Linked DNA regions of Mus musculus: region 2 is linked to region 1. A link is a contact called in public HiChIP or PLAC-seq data. All regions are on one chromosome and are shown on one strand. The core of a region is the stretch at or near the end of the contact, and the rest is flanking DNA. Distances in the headings are between cores, read along the strand shown.

Region 1 (6,707 bases), core at 1,802-4,301:
AGCTCTCCAGCTTCTAGGTTTAGAGCTAGAAGGTTAACATGCCTCCTCGCAACTTTTTTCTTACTACCAGAGTAAAAAATGTTCATGTTCAAATATAACCAGAAAACACACAATGGTTTGCAGAGGCCTCCCTAAAAGCTTTGCAATACACATTGATAAAAGCAGAGCAATCATAGATATTTCTATCAGAGGCATTAAATGCTATAAAACAGACTTCTGCTGCTTCTACATTCATTTACCCCATACAATGGTAGCTTCTGTTTCCCTCAGCACATTTTTATTGATATAAACATATATGTACGTACTATTATGTCTAACCCTATTTTAAGCAATTTATGAACAATGAATCTTCATTAAGACCCCAGAAGTCATTGGAATTATTATTATTATGTCCCAGCTTACAGATGGGTCTTTAAAAGATTCCATAACATTCCAAGGATGTACCACTAATGTATTGCTGAGGTAAAGTCCAGTCCTAAGCAGCCCCTTCCCCATGTCTGTGCTCACTGATGACGATATAGAAAGCCATATCCTTAATAGGAACTGCATAATTGTTTGTTGGTTAAATGAGCAGTCTTGTCTCTTGGGATGATTAGAAGCATCAAACAAATCACTCACTTGCTCCAGATAATAACTTTCTGTTTTATAACAAGATAATTGGAAACTTTCTTTCCTCTGGACCAATTAGAGAGGAGGGAATTTACCTAATTGTTACCTATTTATATGTCTTTAAAACCGGCTTGATAATGTATATTGAAGTTACCAGTCATTTAAGTATGTGATAGATGAGATTACAATAGTTCATCAAAGCTAACCATGTCTTTTATAGTCTGAGAGAACATGGCACACAATGAGAAAACTTCATTTTATTTATATTAGAATGTTAGCTCCATCTTTGAACTCTTCTCATGTAGCTCAGATGAATTAGAATTTGCCTGTATGAAACAGATATCAAAATAAATGAGATGTCATGTAAGGCTTAGGCTTCCTTCTTAAAAACCTAGATATTCTATTTTTTTTTTTTCTGAGACAGGGTTTTTCTGTGTAGCCCTGGCTGTTCTGAATTTCACTCTGTAGACCAGTCTAGTTCCAAACTCAGATGTGTCTGCTTCTGTGTCCCAAGTGCTGCGAGTGAGAGGATGTGACAGCACTGACCAGCAGAAACCCAGATAGTCTAAATGATACTTTCTCTTTTTCATTGCTGTACTTCTGGTATCAAAAGTATCATGACCCAGTTAATAAGAACATTTCATTCTTTTCCAAGGATCCTTAATCCATCACTACTGACTCCTTTATTTAATCCTTGTAAATTCCAATTTGTCTCTCATTATTTGTAAACATGGCACAGAAATAAATTCATAATAAGGCCTGTTATTGTTTCCTGCTAGAAAAATGATATGGTCTAAGAACCTTTGTTATGTGGCGTTAAGTCACTGAGTCGCTGCTCTTTTTTCACCAAAAGAGGACTGCGGGCATAGCGACTTCAGTAACTTCCAGGGCAGTTGTGAGGGTCAGATGAGGTAGGGAAACTGCATTGTAAACATTACCATGCTTATGAAGAAATTAATTTCAAAGATAACTTTCCAAATGCCCTAAAGACAGACATTTACTTTTGCATCATATAGCTACTTGTAAAATTATGTATGTGCATCTTCAGCCTGGCTTTCTTCGATAAAAGCATTAAGATAGCCGTGGGATTTAAACACCCAGTAATGTTGTGATTTCAGATGCAATTTGAATTATTGAAGGAGACGTGGAGAGAATATTACTCTCCAGAAGTCCTGTGACCCAGACATATGAGCCTTTAAGGTCTATGGAGATGGTCCTTACTGTTTCCACTTAGGAGTAAGAAGACCCAAGGATTAATCTGGACATTCTATTATTCGTAAGTATGTAGTCAAGGCTGGAAAGCCCTGTGATCCAGGATTGAAAGGTGTAGTGAACGGAAGACCCTGTGTTGCTATGAACTTGTTGGCATGTTCACCAAATGGGTAGAGTACAACATTCAAGTAACCCAGCTGAAACCCCGGAAGGCTTCCTAACTCTTCCCTCTTGTTTTTAAGCTTTGGAAGCTAAATTAGGTTCAGGTTAGAAATCTGTTATGCTTGAAGCGCATACAGGAGGTAATGAGTGCTGTCAGGAGTGGCAAGTCCTATTTAACTTTGATCATTTCCATGATCACAGAGCACATACCTTGCCCTAACCAACAATCTGGCGCCATGCAGTTAATCCTGATAGGGGATCTTGGGAGCAGAGTTTTCTGGATGGAAAGGCACCTATTGCCTCTGCTACAAAACCAAAGCAAACTCAACGAAACAACTCAATGTGCTTGACCCACTGTGTAGTCATCATCACTTTCACAGTCCAGGAACGGAGTATTACAGGATCATAGACTGAGCTGGATATTAATAAATCAGAGAAGAAGACTAAGGATGCCACACTGGGCATCCTGGGAAGCAGTCCTACCCAGTTTGCTCTCTGGAGAGAGTGCAAGTGCTCTGCTCACAGTGACAGGCCAGACTGCAAGGCGAGGATTGCCTTTCTCCAAGGAAGCCCGTCTTCCCTAGGGTGTGGTACTACTAGGCTACAGCAGCCATCACCTTTATAAAAACCCAAGCCATATTTGAATTGTCTTTAAATTTCAAGGAAGAGGACAAAGAAATGTGAGCAAGGCTTCATTCCTAGCTCTCAGACTACCGTCCCAAGAGAACCTGAGGTTCCATGGAGCAGGAATAAAGAGGAGTCCTTACTTCGTCTGGGGAACACAGATGGGGTATGGGTTCTAAGAAACATTCCCGACCGGTTACTGAGCTGGGAAGTGGAGCGGGAGCAGTTTACTTCCTGCTTCGCCGCGGAAAAACTCAGCTAGGGCCGAGCGGGAAGGAGGACGTGGTCTCCGAGTCGCCAGCTGCTAGGGTGGGGTTTCGGGGCACGATTAGACAGAGATTCGGACAGTTACGTGAGACCCCGCCCACCCAGGATGCACGCTCCCAACGGTGTGCGGAATGAGCCCCCGAAGTTAATCTTGGGGTCAGACGTTCTCAGCTCTCACGGGAGAGGCTAGCAAAGCGAAGATTGCAGGGTCTGGCCTGAATGTTCTGGGCCACCGTGGGGGCCGGTGATCACTGTCTTTCTTGCCACTCTTTCCTCTCAAGTTCCCGAATTTCCATCTCCACCTCCGACCCACTGGGGACTGACCAGGGACTGGAAAGAGCGCGAAAGGTATAAAGGGGAGAAGAGACTGCGCCTTTTGGTGCCCGGGTGAAAGGTGCCAATCGACCGCATCGCTCTGCGTGGCCCTACCTGGGAGGTGCGGAGCCCGGGGCACGACGCTCGGTGTTCTCAGAGGCAGACTCTGAGGCACGTATTTTAGACCGTCCAGTGGTACTATTGTCTCTGTTATCTTAGAGTCCGCCGGGGGCTGTCTCCGTGATGACAGCCCACGCTCCCTTTTCCGCCCTCATGAACTTGCTCTCCACAGACCACGGATCTGCTTGAGTGCCCACGGATCCTGTGCAATTGGACTTGAATGTCCTTTAACAGGCCTTGGCCATCAGAACACCAAAACCATAAAACCTTCGAGAAATCAACCACTCACTCTGAGGCTCGCTGTAGAAGAGTGGCTTAGACTCTCCCACTTCGGAGTCCCAGTTGATCACCAACCCGCTTGCTACAGGCCCCAAATGGTTACGGGCACAGCTTCTAGTTACATTAGACGCTTCCTTGCCCCAGCCTTTCGAGCCTCAGGTCTGCTTTGGGGATGTGGCTTAGGCAGTAGCCACCTAGAAATCCTGCACTGTTTGAGTGTGATACCGCTGCGGACTACAGCAGACAGGCGTGCCAGGCTTCTAGTCCAGATACCCACCCCCACCCCAGTAAATCTCTAGTGTTGAGGGAAGCAAGGCTTGCAGGAAGCCGCTCCGGATGTTTGCTTCTTTACTTGTGGCATTTGTGGCTGGCTTTGATAACGTCGTGAGCTCGGCTTCCAACACCCATTTAGTGAAGAAACTGAAATATGGCCCACTCACACTGCTGGCGGGTCTGAAGTGCGGTTGGCCCCAACACTCCTCCCAAAGTATCTATCAAGAGAATGGTCAGCAGAAGTTAGATCTAGGTAAGAGGACGGGAAGGGGGACTAGTCTTGGGAAAGCGCCACATTTCCTGGTAGATTTGTTAAGTAAAGTGCTATCTAGGGACTCCAGGGGAGGCTGTTTTAAGGAACGGGGAAGAGCCCAAAAGTGGTCGCTTGGACTCCTACTGTGTTTGTGCTTTCCCTCAGAAAGATCAGTTGTTAATCTTCAGGGATGCTTGTAAATAACGCTGCCTCCCCATCCCCGGGCTTTCTTTCTAACCACTTTCTCAGTTCCTTTTATGGAGCTCGAACAGAACTAGGTACCCAGGTAAAATGGTGTAAATACATTTTCTAGACCTACACCTGAATTATATTTCTGTTGTCTCTTAGTTTTTAGAGAAATCAACCAAGACAGGGAAGACAGAGAAAATGCATTCTGGACCCGCTACTGTTTTCAATCGTCATTTCAAACAAAACCCGTAGTTTATTTAAAAAAAAAAAAAACACGGAAAGAGAAAATTAGGCCCTGAGATCTTTGAAAAGATGCCCATTACTAGATACAAAAGAGAAGAGTCACTGTGGAGGTGAGGGACTGCGTCCCTGCTTCTGAGAGGCAGGAGAGCTACATGGGGAGACTGTCTCAAAACTAACAACAGAAGAGATAGAATTTTTTTTTTCTTAAAGAGCACCTGGCTAGAGAATCGATTTGTAAAATTGCTATTTCTACCCTTAGAGTTTCCTTGATTAAACATCTGAAATGCATTTTTTTTGTTTTACTTTCAAGCTAATGTTTTTCAGAAAAAAATAAAAAGCTTTGAGGAAAAGCACATTATCAGTTAGATTTAAGACCAATTGCTTTTAAATTACCAATTTAAAATATCATTTTTTTTATTTCTTAAAGCAGATTTAATTTTACCCCCTTTGTATGAATCTTACAGACCTGGAGTTTTAACTACTATCACTGATCTCTACACACAACCTCCAGCTTTAAATGGGAGGGAGGGTCACCACTGCTTTATAACATAACAAATTAGAGAAAAGCTGGCTTCTGTATGAGTTCTTTGGAGACAAAGTAGCTCCAGAAACTGCAGACCAGAAGCTATCAAAATCTCTGTGCTTTTTTGGAACCTCCAGTAAGCCAGATTTGGTCTCTGAAATAATACAGGAAAACCTCAGCATGTCACCTCATGGATACAAGTAAGTAATACTTTTCAATCAGCTATTCACAGTAAAGAAAGTCTGTTTTGGAAACTGACATGTTGAGTCCTTCCTTCCTTCCTTCCTTCCTTCCTTCCTTCCTTCCTTCCTTCCTTCCTCCCTCTCTCCCTCCCTCCCTTCCTTCCTTTCTTCCTTTCTTCCTCTCCTTCAAGACAGGGTTGCATGTAGCCCAGGCTGGCCTCTAATTCCATATGTAGCTAAGGACAATCATGAACGTATTTTTCTGCCCCCCACATCTCAAGTGCTGGAATTATAGAATTACAGGCACTAGGCATCTCATAGACTGTCTTTCGGAATTGTACTAGATGAACATTCAAACTGAGCTCGATCACCATTCCTTTGAGTTTTCCTACCTTAAAACTACGCAAGGATGACCGTTGGATCTGGTAGAGAACAACACAAACATGCAAACAAACTCAAATGTAACACAGAGCTTTTGGAGCTCCTTGTCTGAAGGAGGGCTGCTAAGTGTGTGTAACACTCTCCCAGTGTCTGCCTTAACAGGTGATGAGTCTCCCTTTCCTCTCCTAGAATCTATAATGCTGCCCTTGAAAAAGACTACGTCTAGAACTAAATGAGTTTGCTAATATTTGGAGGGTGCTGAGTGGTTGCTGGGATAAGCATTGTAGGAAGGCATGTTTTGAAGCCCGTGGGAAAGTACTTTCAGGTTTAAAATAAATTTAAGGGTGGTCAGCTTTTCATTCCAGTCTTAAGAAAACGTTGTAACCGTCTGTCAGGCTAACAGTCTTACACGCTACGGATTTGCTGCTTAAATGGACTGATCCTTTTCCTCCGAGGAACAGCACAGTGCTGCTGTCTTTGCACTTTATTTTACATTTTAATCTCGTGGTGTTTGCGATGGAATCATGGCCTTGCAAGTCTTTAGAAATAAAACCAGATCTTGCCTCTTTTGCCGAACACACAAAAGGAGCTTTTGTTTTATATTTTTATGTTTCACACTGAAATTCCTCAGGGTTGACTTGAGCTCTTATTGAGCAGTGATATATTAGTGATATAGCATTTTATGTTAAACTTTGTTTTATTACAACTTGCTATTTACCTTGGATATTTTTATTATAATATAAGCATGATGGATGAGTTCTTGGGAGAAGAACAGGATTTTTTTTCTCTGAAAAATCATGCTAAGTTAATTACCTTCGGTAATATTTTTTTAAAAGAATGGAATAAATACCTATACCTAGTATGTTGATGTGAACAACCTTGGACTTGTTCTTCAATCTTCCGTTACAGTGAGCAGCACCTCCAGACATCTGAATTTCAGCCTTCCTATTTCCCCAAGAGGTCTTGGCGCCAGCGCCCGGCTCCAGCCAGTTTTCCCCAAGGCAGGTGTAGCCAGAACACTGCCGGGGGAGGGGAAAGGGGCGGGTGTGGGACTTGGGACTCGGACCACTGGCTG
Region 2 (6,707 bases), core at 2,803-5,302, 240 kb before region 1:
TTACTTTTCAGGAGGGAATTTAGACTAAGGTTATATAGGGTGGCCTGTTAGCAGGTAAGGACAGATTAATGCAAGGCTGTAGAGATTGGCCAATTTTTTAGCCCCATAGACACATCTCCTGGCTTACAGGGCCATTCCACTCAAAATTGCTAGAGAGTTCTAGCCCTTCTGTGTTGTCTTCCTGGTACCTGTGAGCTAGGCAGTGGCAGTGTGAAGTGATAGGAACCTAGACTTTTGTTCCACTTTTTGCAATAATTTGAATGGTCTAAAACAGACTCTCACTCTTCTAGCACACAGTGCTGTGAAGTTCTGTGTCCTCTCCAGACCTAAGTAGGCTCACTTCTGCCTCCCCATGACCTATATTCAGGTTTTCCTTCAGGCCACTATAAAGTTGTGGAACCTGTTGTGGATAGGAAAATTCAGGTAAGAGGACTATAGTTTTCTATCAAGTGTGAGATAGCAAACTTCTGTTGTCTCACAGGTCTTCACAGCTGGAAGTGCACAGGGAGCTCTTGTGTCAATGGTTCCCAGGTGGCTGTCTCCTCTGCACAGGATAGGCAGATATCTTCAGGAGAGCTTTCATTGGCACACCCTGACTGATTCCATCTCCACATCCAGCAGTCTTTGTCTTTTCTCTCTTTCATGATCCTCTGCTCAGTCTTTCCACTCCAGGGTACCTACCAGTCTGGTGGCTTAGCATAATGCCCCGTGGCCTGCTGGGAAAACCAAGATGGGTAGTGATGGAAGCAGAGTGCCATCCTTGGCTCGTGCATGGAGAGGACACAACACTTTACAGCCCAAAGTGCTGTGAGACCTGGGATGTTACCCACTAAGCCATCTCACTGAGCCTCTGAAAGATTTTTTAATGTTAATTTTGGACATAGTAATAATAGAGTGGAATCATTTGTTTTCATTTTCAATGTGTCTCATTGTTGTTTTCCTTGTAAAAGCTCGAGTCTTAGATATGAAAAGAAGCTTGGAGTTCTGGTGTTGATCCTTTCAGAGGAAGGGACTCCTCAGGCTAGAAACACGCAGTTGGTGACCAAGAAAAGATAGGATTGAACCACCCCTGCTCCGGGGCTCTGACGGTTCTGAGTAAGGCTCACTGTGCTTTTCAGGCCTATCTTCAAACATATGTTGGCTCCTCTATCTGTGAAATTTGGTAATTTCTGTGTCCCTTTTTACTGAGCCTCATGAATTCAAATTACCTATCTAAAAGTTGCCAAATAACATTCTACCATAAAAATAAACTGTTATAAAAACATTATATTAACTATCGCTGAGTCACATCTTGAGCCTTTTTCCAAGATCAAGCACATTAGAGCAAATATTTATAGAAAATGTATTATGTGACAGATATTTTATAGTGTGTGATATATTCATTTAGTTATTTTATAACATTATGTTAATGGTCAAATGATTAATAACTAGTATTGAAATATATACCATATGCAGACAGTGTGCAGCTGAGGGGTTATAGCCTCAACTCTAAATTTATATTTTGAATTTCTTGTCCTTACTATTGACCTTATTTGGAAATATCATCATCATGTAAAGTGAATTATAATTCAATATGATTGGTGTCCTTAGAACAGAGGGCAGTTATATATAGAGAAAGATATACATGACAAGAAGATGCTGTGAAACTAGGAGAAGTTAGGCATGTCCAAGCCAAGGAGAGAGCCCTGAAAACTCTCTTTCCCTTATAGGCACTGGAGACTTTGATCTTGAAATTCTAGCTTCAAGAACTGTGAGAGAATACACATGGTCATCTAGTCTTGGCAATGGCAGTCTCAGCAAATACACTGCTATGCATTTTAATCCTCACAGTAGAATTTACATGTTAAGATTTGGAAAAAGAAAAAAGCTAGAGTGGAACAATTACCTCAACCCAAAATGTGGAACATTCAACAACAAAAAACAACTGATTCAGAAAAACACTGCTGTGAGTTTTAATGCAGAAAAAGCAAGTCAGAGGGACTGGGTGGAGCACACAGGTGACCTAGAGATGGTGGCCAACCACATCACACATTGCAGATTTTATTATCACCATGTTATAATGAAGCCAACTCTGAACAGACTATGAGCGACTATGAACTCTAACAACTAGAAAGCTCAGCTATAAATTAAAATTGAGATGATGTTAAGGAACCATTAATTTTTGGGGGTGTGATAGTATCATAGTGGTCACATTAATATACTACTTTGACAGCAAGGTCAAATGGCACGTTGTCTGGGATCTAGTTGCTTTGGGTCTGTGGCAGGTAGAACATCATATTGGGGAATATGTAGTCTAGCACAGCTGTTTATTTCATGGCAGCTAGGAATCAGAAGTGGGTGGTGACAGTTCACATTCTTGTGACTTTTCAAGGATACAAACCCAGTGGCTTCTCAAAGGTTTCACTTCTTCCAGTTACACCACAGGCTGGGAGGAGACCCCATGATGTACAGGGCCCACCCGGCCGCAGATGCCTTATTCATTCATGTCAGTCATTATGCAATGCCTCTATACAAATTAATACATGTACAACTTGAATATATACCATGTTTGCTAATTAAGTACTTAAAAGTAAGAATCAGGATAACATCCAAAAAGTTTGGCAATGCCACGATAAAAGGGAAAACCTCTATAGCATTCTGTTATTACTATTTTATAGAAGCAATCTGGATCTTAGAAGGTGTTGTAAGTTCCCTGAAAGAGTTGAGCTGTGACCAGCCTGTCTGGCTTCAGAGTGTAGTTTTCCATTAGCATGCTAATATACTAACTTTAAATGGCAAAGTGATAATGTCCTATATCCCTTCTAAAGCCACCCTCTGAGACACACAGCAGCTCTTGAAAGTGGAAGCAGAAGTATAGAGAGGCATGGGCACCCTCTGGAAGGCTAGAACCAAGACTCAAATTCAGGTATATTGGCTTGAAGCTAAAAACCAAAGAAACCCAACAGGTTTCATGGCCAATAGGCATCACATTTAAGAAGAAGGAAGTAGGGATCAACTTCTACATAGGGGTAGTTGTCTCCTCTCAACTCATTTACTCAATGGGCTCCAGATATTCACGGCATAAAGTAGATGGCATGGCCCTGTGTTCTGGGTAGGGGCACCTTATGGTCCAGGGGAAACAAGTATTGGATAAAGAAGTTGGTTAAGTGTAAAAATGCCATAGCAATACTACATGTCCATCTATGTCAGCAGCAGCAACATCACTGTAGAAGGGCAATGGAACTAAGCAGATTTCAGGAGAGTCTGTTTTGGGGGCACTGTTGAGATGGCTCGGCTGTAAAAGAACTTGAAGTTGAGGACCTAGAGAGAACCCAACTTCAGTTCCCAGTTCCTACCGCAGGAAACTCTCAACCTCCGCTCCTTCCCACTCCACGTATTCAAGACCCTCTTCTGGTTTCTGTGGATACTCATGTATATGTCACACAACACACACACACACACACACACACACACACACACACACAGACACACACACACACACACAGAGACAGACAAACACGCACATGAACATGCACACAAATCTATTATATTTTTATTTAGTTTTTTGGCCATGTTGTCAGACATACTCTTATTAGAGTCTAAGACCTTCAGATGAAGGGGGACAGAGGATCCATTGAAACTGTTCCTGGGAGATGCTTGGATTTTCTGAACTTGTTCTTAACATTTGGGTTGTAGATGGAACTCTTTTAGCCCAAACTTCTCAGAAGTAGTCTGCATTGTCCATTAGGGCTGTCCATCTAGCACAATTTAACAGTGATAAATCTCGAAGCCTCTAAGGGTCCTCACAAAGGTGGGTGTGGTGTGCTGATAGCAAGCATGATTAAGTGCTTTCCTGTGTCAAATATAGCTGTAATATGCTACAAGCAGGCATTTGAGCTTTATACAAACTGATCTGGCCACTATCAGCTACTGTGACATTTTATACTAATACTTAAAATAAATCTAGAAACAGGAAAGAAAGTACAGAATGATTGTTTTAAGCAGCTTGTGAGAGCTTATCTTCAAAGTGACAGAGGTTCCATTGTATTTAGAGAAACTGCTCACTTCACTGGCATAAAGGTTAGTGGCCTGGACTTCATGGCTACACTGAGCCAGTTTCCCACATGAGCTCTGAGAGCTGCAGGCAGCTGAGCACTCACTGCTGCCCTGGGGCTCTTTACTCTTGCTTGTGAGAGGACTGTTCCTTGTACCCAGAGGCACCAAACACACTGCCAGAAGCAATTTGGACATTCTCCTTAAACCAAATAAAGCCATCAAGATCTTTTGGTTGAGGACAGGCCATAGGATTGGGATTCCTCCTTTAAGCATGTTGGTCTTTACTTTGTGTGTGCTGTCTTTGCATGTATGCGCTTTGTAGCTCAAAGGGAAAAAAAGATGGATCCTGCTACTTTGAATTTCCTCTTTGCCATAAGAATCCACAGGAAAAGTGTCCCTTGAAATAGAAAGCTGAGGTGTTGATTTTTTGCTTATTTATATTTTTGAGGTAAAGTCTCTTAGGTCACCCATGCTGACTTTGAATTACTTGGCCCAAGGAAGATTACTCCAGCCAAGTAGCTAGAACTAATGATATATGCCGTCTTGCCAAACATCTAACACTTTTATTCATTTTATTATCTGCTTATTTGTTAGTGCTTATGCAGCTTAGGGTGGCCTCAAACTCTCAATTCTCCTATATCACCATGCAGGAGAATTTTTTAAAAGAGACCATAAGGTTTTAAAAGAGATCATAGAATATGCTAGTCCTTTAAATACTTTTTACCTCTGGCAATATTCCAGAGTCACTCTGAGGAACTTTTAAAAAGCACTGTTACCCAGAATCCACTACTTATGTCTAGTGTAACTGTCTGTGATAAGCTAGGTGTGAAGATTTGGACACTGGTAGTGTTTGACACTCTGTTGAATCGAATCTTCCTGGCAACAGTGAAGAGACCATCATTTTTCCTTGTGGTTCACCAACAGGTGGTGTTGAGAGTTGGAAAGCAGGGCTGTGGTGCTTCCTGAAGGTGTGGGAGAAGAGGCAACCTGCACTGGGCTCTCAAGTATTTCCTCATGTCATACATTAGGATTTATTGGTACTCCACTAAAATAAACCTAAGAGCAGATTTAATGCCCAGTGCATCTTTATGTTTGCAATTATGGGTTGGATTTTTTTCTAGTCTTATTTTGTAATTCAAAGAAGTTTTCACCTACAAATATAATAATATGTTTTAAAATTTTTATCTCTGGAAACTCCTCTGGCCTCCGTGGACACCAGGTACACACAAGGTGCACAGAGATACATGCAGGCAAAATGCTCACAAACATAAAAACAAGGCTAGACGCTGATGCTTATGTTCATTCTGTAGAGATAAAACAGGGGTTAAAAATAATGTGGCAAAGACAGCTCAGAGTAGAACAGACGTAATCAGCCCAGTGTCTGAAGAACTTTTTCTGATGGCATTTTTAAAAATGACTAAATTAGTTACTTTTTCAACTCTAATGGTCTCATTTTGTTAGAATAGGTTTTCAAAACCCTTTTCTGTCCAGGATCTAATCTACCCAATACAAGATTATAGAAAGCATATGCCCAGAATTTTGTGAGATAATTCTAACTATCCTGTTTTTTTATAGTCAAAGAGAAAGTAAGTAGCAGTCAGAAATGTCAATATTTTGGTGTCTGAATGATATTTCTCAGATTTTCAACATGGTATAAAATCATCATTAACTGTGGTTCAGTATTTGGTTGGACAAGATTATGAGCCTGCAGGCACTCCCATCACAGATGTAGATGTTCTTCAGGGCTCTATGCTGTAGGAAACAGAAACCGCTCTTTCTCTTCTGTCCCCTCACATCTGGGAGGAATGGCTCCTGGAAGCTGGGTGACAGTGTCCCGTACCGCCCCCAAGGCTGCTGGTCTCATCTGTGTCCTAGCTAGCAAGTCTTGCAAAGTCACAGGAAAAGCCTATGAGGACGGTTTCTCTCCCATCTATCTGAACCCCTCTTCTAACTCAGTCCAATTCCAACATTCTCTCAATGTTTGTATCATATGTGTTGTACAAAAAAATTCTTTCCAAAATTCATTACCCATTTTACTTTCCTAGATTCTACACACATTAACTCAAATATAAATGTATACATATGTTAGAAACTATGATCAACATATGTAGGAGAAGATATGTAGTTTATCTTTTGGAACCTGAGTTAATTCACTTAATATAATATTTTCCAATTCCATGTTTTTTTATTAAAATTTTATTTCATTTTTAAGCAGCTGAACAAATTCCATTGCATGTATGTATTGCCGTTTTGTTATCTATTTTTCCATTGGTTCAGTTTTCTTGGCATTGTCAATAGAGCCACAGTAAACATAAATGTATAAATAAGACTGGAGTAGAATTACAGAGTCCCTTGGGTTGTGCTCAGGAGTGATATAGATGAGTCATATAGTAATTCTGTTTTTAGGTTTTTGAGGAATCTCTACACTACCATAGTGGCTGCACCTGTTCACTCTTCTATCAACAATAAAGGAGGGTTCCTCTTTCCTCACATCCAAGAATTTCTTGTGTTTTTCTTGGTAATGCCCATTCTGACTGGGATAAAATAGACTCTCAACAATAATATTTTTTAAAAGATTATTTATTTATTTATTTTACTTCTATTTATTTAGTTATTATGAGTGTGTGTGTGTTTGTGTCTGTGTGTGTGTGTGTGTGTGCGCAGGTTCAAGG

What was found. HiChIP or PLAC-seq counts read pairs in DNA pulled down with a chosen protein or histone mark.
Region 2: an H3K27ac HiChIP or PLAC-seq map of extraembryonic endoderm stem cells shows a contact between it and region 1. The contact joins the enhancer-like site here to the promoter of Sox17 in region 1. A contact is called at or near these places in 12 of 39 promoter capture datasets (the 3T3-L1 cell line, 3T3-L1-derived adipocytes, the C10 cell line and 8 more), 8 of 115 datasets of contacts at active chromatin or transcription factors (embryonic stem cells, extraembryonic endoderm stem cells, neural tube and 1 more) and 3 of 9 other capture datasets (adipose tissue, liver and pancreatic islet).

What each region holds. Positions count from the first base shown.
Region 1 is chr1:4,493,698-4,500,404 of GRCm38.p6, reverse strand. It overlaps Sox17 (SRY (sex determining region Y)-box 17), which reads left to right and starts at 3,051. Exons shown (of 5, transcript NM_011441.5): 1 at 3,051-4,114; 2 at 4,463-5,269; 3 at 6,542-6,633.
Region 2 is chr1:4,736,861-4,743,567 of GRCm38.p6, reverse strand. No RefSeq gene overlaps it. Among named protein-coding and RNA genes, the nearest start is that of Mrpl15, 46 kb to the left of the region's middle. Within about 2 kb of position 4,052, at least 4 of the 459 cell types and tissues checked have an H3K27ac peak or open chromatin away from gene starts, as enhancers often do. A contact at or near this core is called in extraembryonic endoderm stem cells, where this site is marked.